3 separate regions of the Rattus norvegicus genome follow, and all the other regions are linked to region 2. The links are chromatin contacts, called in public Hi-C maps. All regions are on one chromosome and are shown on one strand. The core of a region is the stretch at or near the end of the contact, and the rest is flanking DNA. Distances in the headings are between cores, read along the strand shown.

Region 1 (2,700 bases), core at 75-2,574, 250 kb before region 2:
GACCTTAGAAATTAGCTTAGCAAATGGTCCTCTTTAACAGATCTAGGGCACTTTTCTAACTAGGTTCCTGGCTTTGTTAGCCCAATGTACAGTCCACACCTGAAGAAAGGGGAGTTTTTGATGTTGTGGTTTACTAACCAGGTACTTTCCATTTACTGTCAACAATTAGAAAACAGAAAGAATATTTTAAAGAAGGGAGTTGGTGGGACCTCCTACTTGTTTTCTTTACTCCAGATAAGAAGCCGGAAACAATTAAGTAAAAAGGAAAAAAAAATCCCCTATAGTTCACCTTGACCTGGCTGGACTGGTCTGATGCCTGTGTAAGCCACTAATAAAAAGTCAAACATCAAGACACGGAAAGTACTTCTGCTCCAGGGGAAACTATTTGAAGCCTCCTGGTATCAAGTTGGAAAGAGTTCTTTCCCAAACCTAGAGAACTGTGTTCCTTCCTTCTCCTTACGTTATCAAGGGCAGTGAAAAGACCTGGAGAGGTAGCACTACTTCCTTGGCTGTCCAGTTTAGCAACACTTTAGCCTCACGCAAAACTGCAAAACTGAATTACAAGCTTGTACTCATTCACTCTTCTGCTGCCATCTGTAACTTCTTGTTTCCATTTACCGAGAAGGTGGCATTTAAGGTCAAAAGATCCATTGTAACCAACAAAAGCCCAAAGAACCACAAACAGACCCTGGGAAAAAGATAGGCTGTCTCTTTCAGGGCTGAGGGTCTACAAAAGGAACAACGAAATATATCTGACAGTAGAATGCATCTTGTCAAAATCTCCAAGGGCTGGGGAGACCCCAGACAGAATTGGGTTCCGACACAGGGGCAAGGTCTTAAGGCTGCTAGGAAAGTGGGCAGTGCATACTCCAAGAGCAGTGTTGGGGGAGGGGAGAGGCCCCCAAAATCCACTTTGTATGCAGCAGCTGCGGGCCAATGAGGATTCCTGAACAAAGAAGAACGCAGCATGAGGATGAAATGTTGGGGTTCAAGCTGCCACTCTATCTGAGCGAAGTTTTCCACCTATACCGTTATGCGAACGTTGGAGCTCATAGGGTGGGGGGTGGGGGTGAGGGAAAAGAGAACTCAGCATGCGATTCCTGTTGCGCCACTACGCACAAGGAATTCTTGAGAACGATGGGAATGGCAACTATCAGATTCGAGGGGGGAGAAAAAGAGCTGGAGTGAGCAAAACAAAGAGCGAGTGTGGGCCGCAGTGACTTCATGCCTCACCAATGTCCCGCCCACGCTACTCCGAGCTGGAGCTGTTTGCTGCTTCTGCTGCTGCTGCTGTTGCTGCTGCTGCTGCTGCCCTGGGCCGCCACTGCGCTTGCTGGCGACCCAAGCAAGGAGCACTGTAGCGTGGGGAGGTTTCCTAGCAACTCTCAGCTCGGAGCGCGCCCAGACACCCGAAAGCTGGGAGCCCTCACGGGGGGCCACAGAACTAGAGCACCCCATCCCTGCCCATCGCTGCCTCGCTTCCCTCTCATCCTCTCCGGGTACAGCCCAGAACGCATCAGCTGCCAGGGTTCTGGGTGGCCAGACGCCTGAGCCGACAGAGTCCGAGAAAGAACAAGGGTACGCAACTCCCTCCCAGCGAGGTGCGTGGAACGTCCCCTTCCAGCTCAGTAGGCAACTGGGATGCCCTGTTCTTTGCCTGCGGGTGCAGACGGGAGCTTCTAGGGGGTTCGCGGAGCCGCTCCCCCAAGCTGCTGGCACCCGTGTCTCCTCTCCCGCCAATCGGGACGTTGCCGCCTCGACCTCGGCTAGCTGAGACTAAGTGGAGTTGGCCTCCCTGCCCACCTGTGGAAGAAGCTAGCACCGACTGACTCGCCAGCAACTCCCCCACCCCCTTGGCCTTCTAGCGATCCCCTCCCACTAATGCAGCATCACCCTGTGAATTACATTAGGGTGGTTTTCCCCCCAGCCTCAGGCTTTGTTTGGGTTTGATTGTGTTTGGCTCTTCGCTAAGCTGATTTATGCAGCAGAGCCCCATCGGCTGGGGAGAAACAAAAGCTTTTTTCTTTGTCTGGGAGCGGACTGTGCAGCCCGTACTTGCTTCGCCCCCGCGGGCCATCGGCTGTCTTAGGAGGTGCTTTTGGTTGAGACTGCAAGCCCCGGCTGTGCAAAGCTGGGAGGGCCTCAGGGGCCCTGAGATGCAGAGAGCTGCCCTGGCCCGCATACCTGTATCGCCTACTCAGAGCGACTGGGTCGATCAACCCGGCCTGTTGAAAAGTTCCTAGGGATTCTCGGCCCACGAGCCTCAAGGTGCGCTCCCAAGGCGCGAGAGCGCATCAGGAAAGCAACTAGGCAGCGTGCACGGGGCAGGCTGCTTTGCAGTATGTGTGGGTCGGCCCTGGCTTTTCTGACTGCTGCACTGCTCTGCCTGCACAACTGCCAGCGAGGTCCAGCGTTGGTTCTTGGGGCGGCCTGGGTATTTTCACTTGTTCTCGGATTGGGCCAAAGTGGTAAGTTATTTTGCTTTGTTTTCTTCCCTTTTCCCAAAGTCTTGGGCTGGTATTAAGAGCTTATGGCCTGGGCATCCCAGACAGGTAAGTGGTAGATGTCAGTCCTGGTCAGTCCTGAGATTTCAGGAGGGCAGGTGTGTAATAAAGCTCTCCAAAAAAAAAAAAAAAAAAAAAAAAAAAAGCTTTATCGGGCATTTTCAACCCTAAGTGACAGCAATAGTCCACGGTGCTG
Region 2 (2,700 bases), core at 189-2,688:
GTGGTAATGGGGGGAGGATGGGGAGGGGAACACCCATATAGAAGGGCAGGGGGAAGGGCTAGGGGGATGTTGGCCTGGAAACCGGGAAAGGGAATAACAATTGAAATGCAAATAAGAAATACCCAATTTAATAAAGATGGAGGAGAAAAAAAAGAGGTAACACTGAGGATTAATACCAAGGTCTTTAGATGAACTGGGAGTGCTACTTTCTCTGGAATAAGGATTATTATAAAAGCCTAAGTCATGCCTCACTTGTTCCTCTCACTTACTATCTGAGGTATGATCACTTCCTCATACATGTGTCCTTATCATTTCTACCCTTCGTGATGTGATACATCTGAAGGTCCCAATGCCAGCACCTTGTTCTTGAGCCTCCAAAGCTGTAAGAACTAAATAAACCTCTTTTCTCTGTTAAAAAATTACTCTTTAGATATTACATTATAGGGACAAAAAACTAATAGTGCATATTATAAAGTGTATATTATATTGGAACAGACTTTATGAAACACTCCGTATATGTCATATTACTAAGAGGCTGGCAGGTACAATGGGAAGGCATTTGTGGGGTGACAACTGAACTGAAGTTAAAGGGTGAACATAAGAAGAAGAAATGAAAAAAGACAGGAAGGTCAAGGGACTTAAAGAAGGACCAAGTTCACAGGATGGTGTGTGGTTCAGGTGACCCAGAGGGACCTTATCCTGAAAAGCATCAAGAGCCATACAAGTTATCAGGCTGTAGAGTTGTAAACTCCATCTATCCGTTGCAGAATGCATAATCGAAAGAAAGCAAGCAGTCAGTAGTTGCTTGGTTTGTCCTTCCACACCTCCTGCCACACCACACTTCTTTGAGACTATAGTTGATGTTCTCTTACCTCCTTAGCAATGCTTGTGTTCCTTAGAGCCCCTCCCTAGAGTCTTCCACTTGGCTATGTAGAGTCAATCTTCTTAAAAATGTAACCTCAATCACATCACTTCATTTTAGAAATAGGGTCAATAGAAAATGAGTTTAAGGCCTCTGTTTTTTTGTGATCCAATGTAATCTGTCTTTCCACTCCCATTTTTTTGATCAATTTCCCTTGTCCAACTTTATCTTTAGTCTAGTACTCCTACCCTATTCCTACTCCTCCATTAGAACCTCACCTATGTCCCACTCTGTGGATTTCCATAGTTTCCATTCAGTTTCCATGCATTTCTCCCTGTGACTTCAGAACTCGTTTCCTATTCCTTAAGTATCCACAATCAGTTGTAATGAATGTATGAGTCTGTGATGTTCTGTAATTATTTACATCAGTTCAGCTTGCTTCTTTGGGGCCAAACACAAGTTCCCTGTGGGCAGAAAACATGTGTTTTAGATCTTGAATGCCATTTAGCAAAAGGATAAACATCAGGGACAATGTCAAGACTGCGCTGACAGTTTGTCCGTAGAAGGCACAACTCTATTTTATATGCAACAGTGATATCTGGTGGTCAGAATGCTGCATAACATCTTCAGATGAAGGCAGTGAGAGATGAATAAAAAAATATTGCAGATATTTTATGGAGCCAAATTATCCCCATTAATCATGAATGCTTATGAAATGACTTCAAACACAGATTTACATGTTCTGCTTTGCCTGGTTGCTTTTTCCCTCTCCTGTAAACCAATGGCCCAAAGACATGCTGAAGTTTCCCTGACTGCTTCTTACAAACCACAACTTCCTTTTCCTGTGGAAGATCACCAGAAGTTTTTGTGACAATTATGCAACTTTTTTAACTTTCTGCTTCCTGTACAGATAGAGGTTAATGTGAAAAAAATATTTATTTTGGATATAAAATATGTAATTGAGGAAGAAACTTGAGATGGGAACTATGATAGGCAAAAGACAAACTTGCTTCAAAGCTCAGTGTGAGAATGACTGTGTGCACAAAGCAAAGCTGGTAGACTGTGGCATCTGAGGGACATGGGATCAAATGTCAACTTTTCCCACTGAAGCCATGTGGTTGTTGTGACAGCTTGACATCTCTGGGGCTCAATTTCCTCATCCCAAACAAGGATGACAGACATCTTCCCAAGACACTGAGGGGTAGGGGTAGGTGTAATAGAATCCTACATAATAAAGTCCTGATCTGGAGCAGACAGTCAATAAATGATAGACAACTATTATTACTGCTCTATACTTTACTAGGGTTAAGCCCTCTTCTTTCCAATCTGACATTTTAAAAAACCAAATTCTTGGTTTTTAAAGTTGGAATTGTCACAAAATAATTTTAATACTAATTAAATTACCTCATGTCTCCTGGTTTTACTTACTGCTACAAAATAATGAATTTGCAAATACTACTTAAAATGTCTGAAAATGAGACAGGAATTCTAATCCCTAGAACTCAAAATGTGGAAGGAGGAGTATTAAGATGAGAAGAGCGACAGTTATTTCTGTAAGATGAGGATACTTGCAGCTAACCATCGAATTGAGCATGGGCACCCCAGTGAGGAGTTAAAGAAAGGACTGAAGGAGCTGAAGGGATTTCCAACCCCATAGGAAGAACAACAATATTAACCAACCAGATCCCCCCAGAGCTCCCAGGGACTAAACCACCAACCAAAAAGTACACCTGGAGGGACCCATGGCTCCAGCCACATATGTAACAGAGGATGGTCTTATCTAGCATCAATGGGAGGAGAAGCCATTGGTCCTGTGAAGGCTCGATTCCCCAGTGTAG
Region 3 (2,700 bases), core at 77-2,576, 180 kb before region 2:
GTGGGAAATGTTTATGTCACAAAACCAAGCTTGGAAGAGTGTATGGCCAATACTGTGAGAAGGATGACTTCTCTTGTCCCTATCTCCATGGAGATGTGTGTTCTGGTGAGTTGATATACACAGGCAGTTGGAATTCATCATGATATTGGCATATAGTTTAGTGTTATCTTTAAATCTGAGATGATGACATACTGCCACTTAACCCAAAATCAAAGTTCAAAGTTTCATAGTCTGTGAAATTAGGTCATGGCAAGATCATGTCTATATTTTTAGCTTGAATACAGTTACTATTTTTAAAAAATCAAAACCTAGAATGAATCTCATGTATCACTTGATCTTGGAAAGATTTACACAAGAAAAGGAAGTTTCTTGTGATGGCCGACGACGAGGTTTTCTAGAAGAAGGGCGGGTATTCTATAAGGGTCTGATTCATTCCAGCAAGTGGTCTGCCTCCTGATTGCGGAGGGCTTTATTTCTGTCAGGATGAGGGGAAGTGAGCTATAAAAATGTAATTCCTCACACTGGGAAATTCTTAAAGCACCATTGTAGATAGAATTGTAAGTTCGAAGTCATTCGAACCTCACCAATTTATTTTTGGAAAACCACCAGTCACAGAATGGACAAAGGACTGCATTCTTCAGAGAGAACTGGATTGTTAAATAATCCAGAAGTTTTGTCCTTCTGGCCATGCACAGACCAGATTTTGCAGTGAAATAGGATAAGATAAAAATATCAAGATTACTTTTGACTAATTCAATTCACTGCCACCTACTGGCTACAGTCCAGAAAAAACTATGTAGCACTTGAAAATTAAAACAAAGTGAAACTTTAAAATAAATTAAACTACCTGTCATTTGAATTCCTTGATTGCTTCTCCACAAAAGGGTAAGTTTATTTATCATAAAGATCTCTCTTTTTTGTATGTGCATGTTAGTAAGGAAATATGTGTTAAATTATTGGGAAATAAAAATATTTCATTGTTACAACTATATGGAAATCAAAACCTATAAAACTTAACTCTTTATTCATTAGTAGGTAGAAAGCTTGTTTTAAGTTACAGAAAAGCATTATTACAAGTCATCTTTTAATTCTCTTACACACACAATGCTCTTTATTCTAGACATTTATTCAGTTATAACTAGCATTGTGAATAGGAAGGAATAAACCCACAGTTGTCTATTATATTTTATAGGGGAAATAAATATTTTACAAGGAAGAAGAAAGTGACGTTTCTGGCATCAGTCAGTAGAACTGTCTGACACATACACTGAGAATCTGAAGTTCTGCTGCATAATCTCAATGCATTGACCCTGTCTACATGATTGTGACCACACACTTCACAGGCACACAGAGGCAACTGAGAATGTACTTTGAATTGCTTGTGTGAGTCCAAGCTACAAGGCTGACATGCATTTTTTCCCCTACTACTTTCCCTTGGTAATGAAAACTCATGTTCACAGGTCAGCTGGCTAGGATTCAGCATGCTAGCTGCATCAGGAAATGGAATGTGTTCGACATTTGTTTGCCTGGACCTCATTAGTTTTACACTTAGCAAATTGAGCTGATCCAGCAGTAAGCTCTATGGGACAATTAACCTGTTAGGTATAGCAATAAGAGAAGGAAGAGGGAGAGTGGGAGAGGGAGTAGGGGTGGGAGAGGGAAAGATACCAGAAGATAAAGAGAGTGAAAAAGAGTAAAGGAAGAAAAGAAAGGGTGTTCAGTCTGTAGTCAAATAAGCTTGAAAATATATGAAACATACAGTGTACCTCCTTTTGAAGACTTCTACATCACATGGCCATATTAAATTTTGGACACTTCTTATAGTCTAAAATCCATTTATTTAATGGTGTGTTAGCCAAGATTTTTCTCAAGTTAGTCTGCATAAATGCTCCGCACACATGCACACGTGCCTTTGTCTTTTCCTCTGTTCGACCTACAGAGAACAGATGAAGCCTGCCCTGCTAACCTCCTGCATAGATGATGTTCTAAGGATAAGGGGGATTGTTTCTGCTTCTCACAAGGCCTATCTTTAACCAAAATACAGAGAAGTGCTAGAATGGTTGCCCTATCACCATGCAAAGTTTTCTTGGGCCCCTAGCAACAGTAAAGAGGCAAGACTGTGGCAACCATTGACCAAAGGCTCTTACTTTGCTGATTTCAAGTCAGCCCTTATGGCTTCATTATATTTATCTGTTTCTAACTTAAAACTTGAAAGCATAATGGCATTTAAGCAGTTGGGCAGCCACTAAAGTAGGGGCTTTCTTCGTGCATGTTAGCATAACATATTAGTTGGAGAAATCTACCTACAATAGAAGAGTGATCAAAACACTTCTTAATTTTGGCATTGCTTTCTCAAAACAAGCAGAAACTGATGCTGTTTTCACTCACTAGACGTTTGATGCATGTTTCATGCAAATGGGAGAGACCTTACCAACTTCATAGGTCTGGTGACCCTGATTCCGGTGTTTCTCTGTTCCAGGACATGGGGAGTGCGAAGGTGGCAGATGCCAGTGCTTTAACGGCTGGGAAGGGGATCGGTGTCAGTGTCCATCAGCCTCAGCACAGCACTGTGTCAACTCCAAGGGCCAAGTTTGCAGCGGGAGAGGCACCTGCGTTTGTGGCAGGTGTGAGTGCACGGATCCTAGAAGCATCGGCCGCCTCTGTGAGCACTGCCCAACCTGCCATCTCTCCTGCAGTGAA

Evidence for each region. Hi-C and Micro-C count contacts between places; a contact is called where the count stands out from the background.
Region 1: a Hi-C map of Schwann cells shows a contact between it and region 2, with 3 times the contacts expected there. The contact joins the promoter of Itgb8 here to the enhancer-like site in region 2. A contact is called at or near these places in 1 of 12 Hi-C or Micro-C datasets (Schwann cells) and 1 of 1 datasets of contacts at active chromatin or transcription factors (oligodendrocytes).
Region 3: a contact with region 2 is called in a Hi-C map of Schwann cells, with 6 times the contacts expected there. The contact joins two enhancer-like sites. A contact is called at or near these places in 3 of 12 Hi-C or Micro-C datasets (Schwann cells, liver and mammary epithelial cells).

What each region holds. Positions count from the first base shown.
Region 1 is chr6:146,349,869-146,352,568 of GRCr8, reverse strand. Itgb8 (integrin subunit beta 8) reads left to right here and starts at 1,324. Exons shown (of 14, transcript NM_001401817.1): 1 at 1,324-2,468. The coding sequence starts at 2,342.
Region 2 is chr6:146,095,564-146,098,263 of GRCr8, reverse strand. No RefSeq gene overlaps it. Among named protein-coding and RNA genes, the nearest start is that of Abcb5, 21 kb to the right of the region's middle. Within about 2 kb of position 1,438, at least 2 of the 93 cell types and tissues checked have an H3K27ac peak or open chromatin away from gene starts, as enhancers often do. A contact at or near this core is called in Schwann cells, where this site is marked.
Region 3 is chr6:146,277,802-146,280,501 of GRCr8, reverse strand. It overlaps Itgb8 (integrin subunit beta 8), which reads left to right. Exons shown (of 14, transcript NM_001401817.1): 10 at 1-105; 11 at 2,480-2,700. Among named protein-coding and RNA genes, the nearest start is that of Itgb8, 72 kb to the left of the region's middle. Within about 2 kb of position 1,326, at least 2 of the 93 cell types and tissues checked have an H3K27ac peak or open chromatin away from gene starts, as enhancers often do. A contact at or near this core is called in Schwann cells, where this site is marked.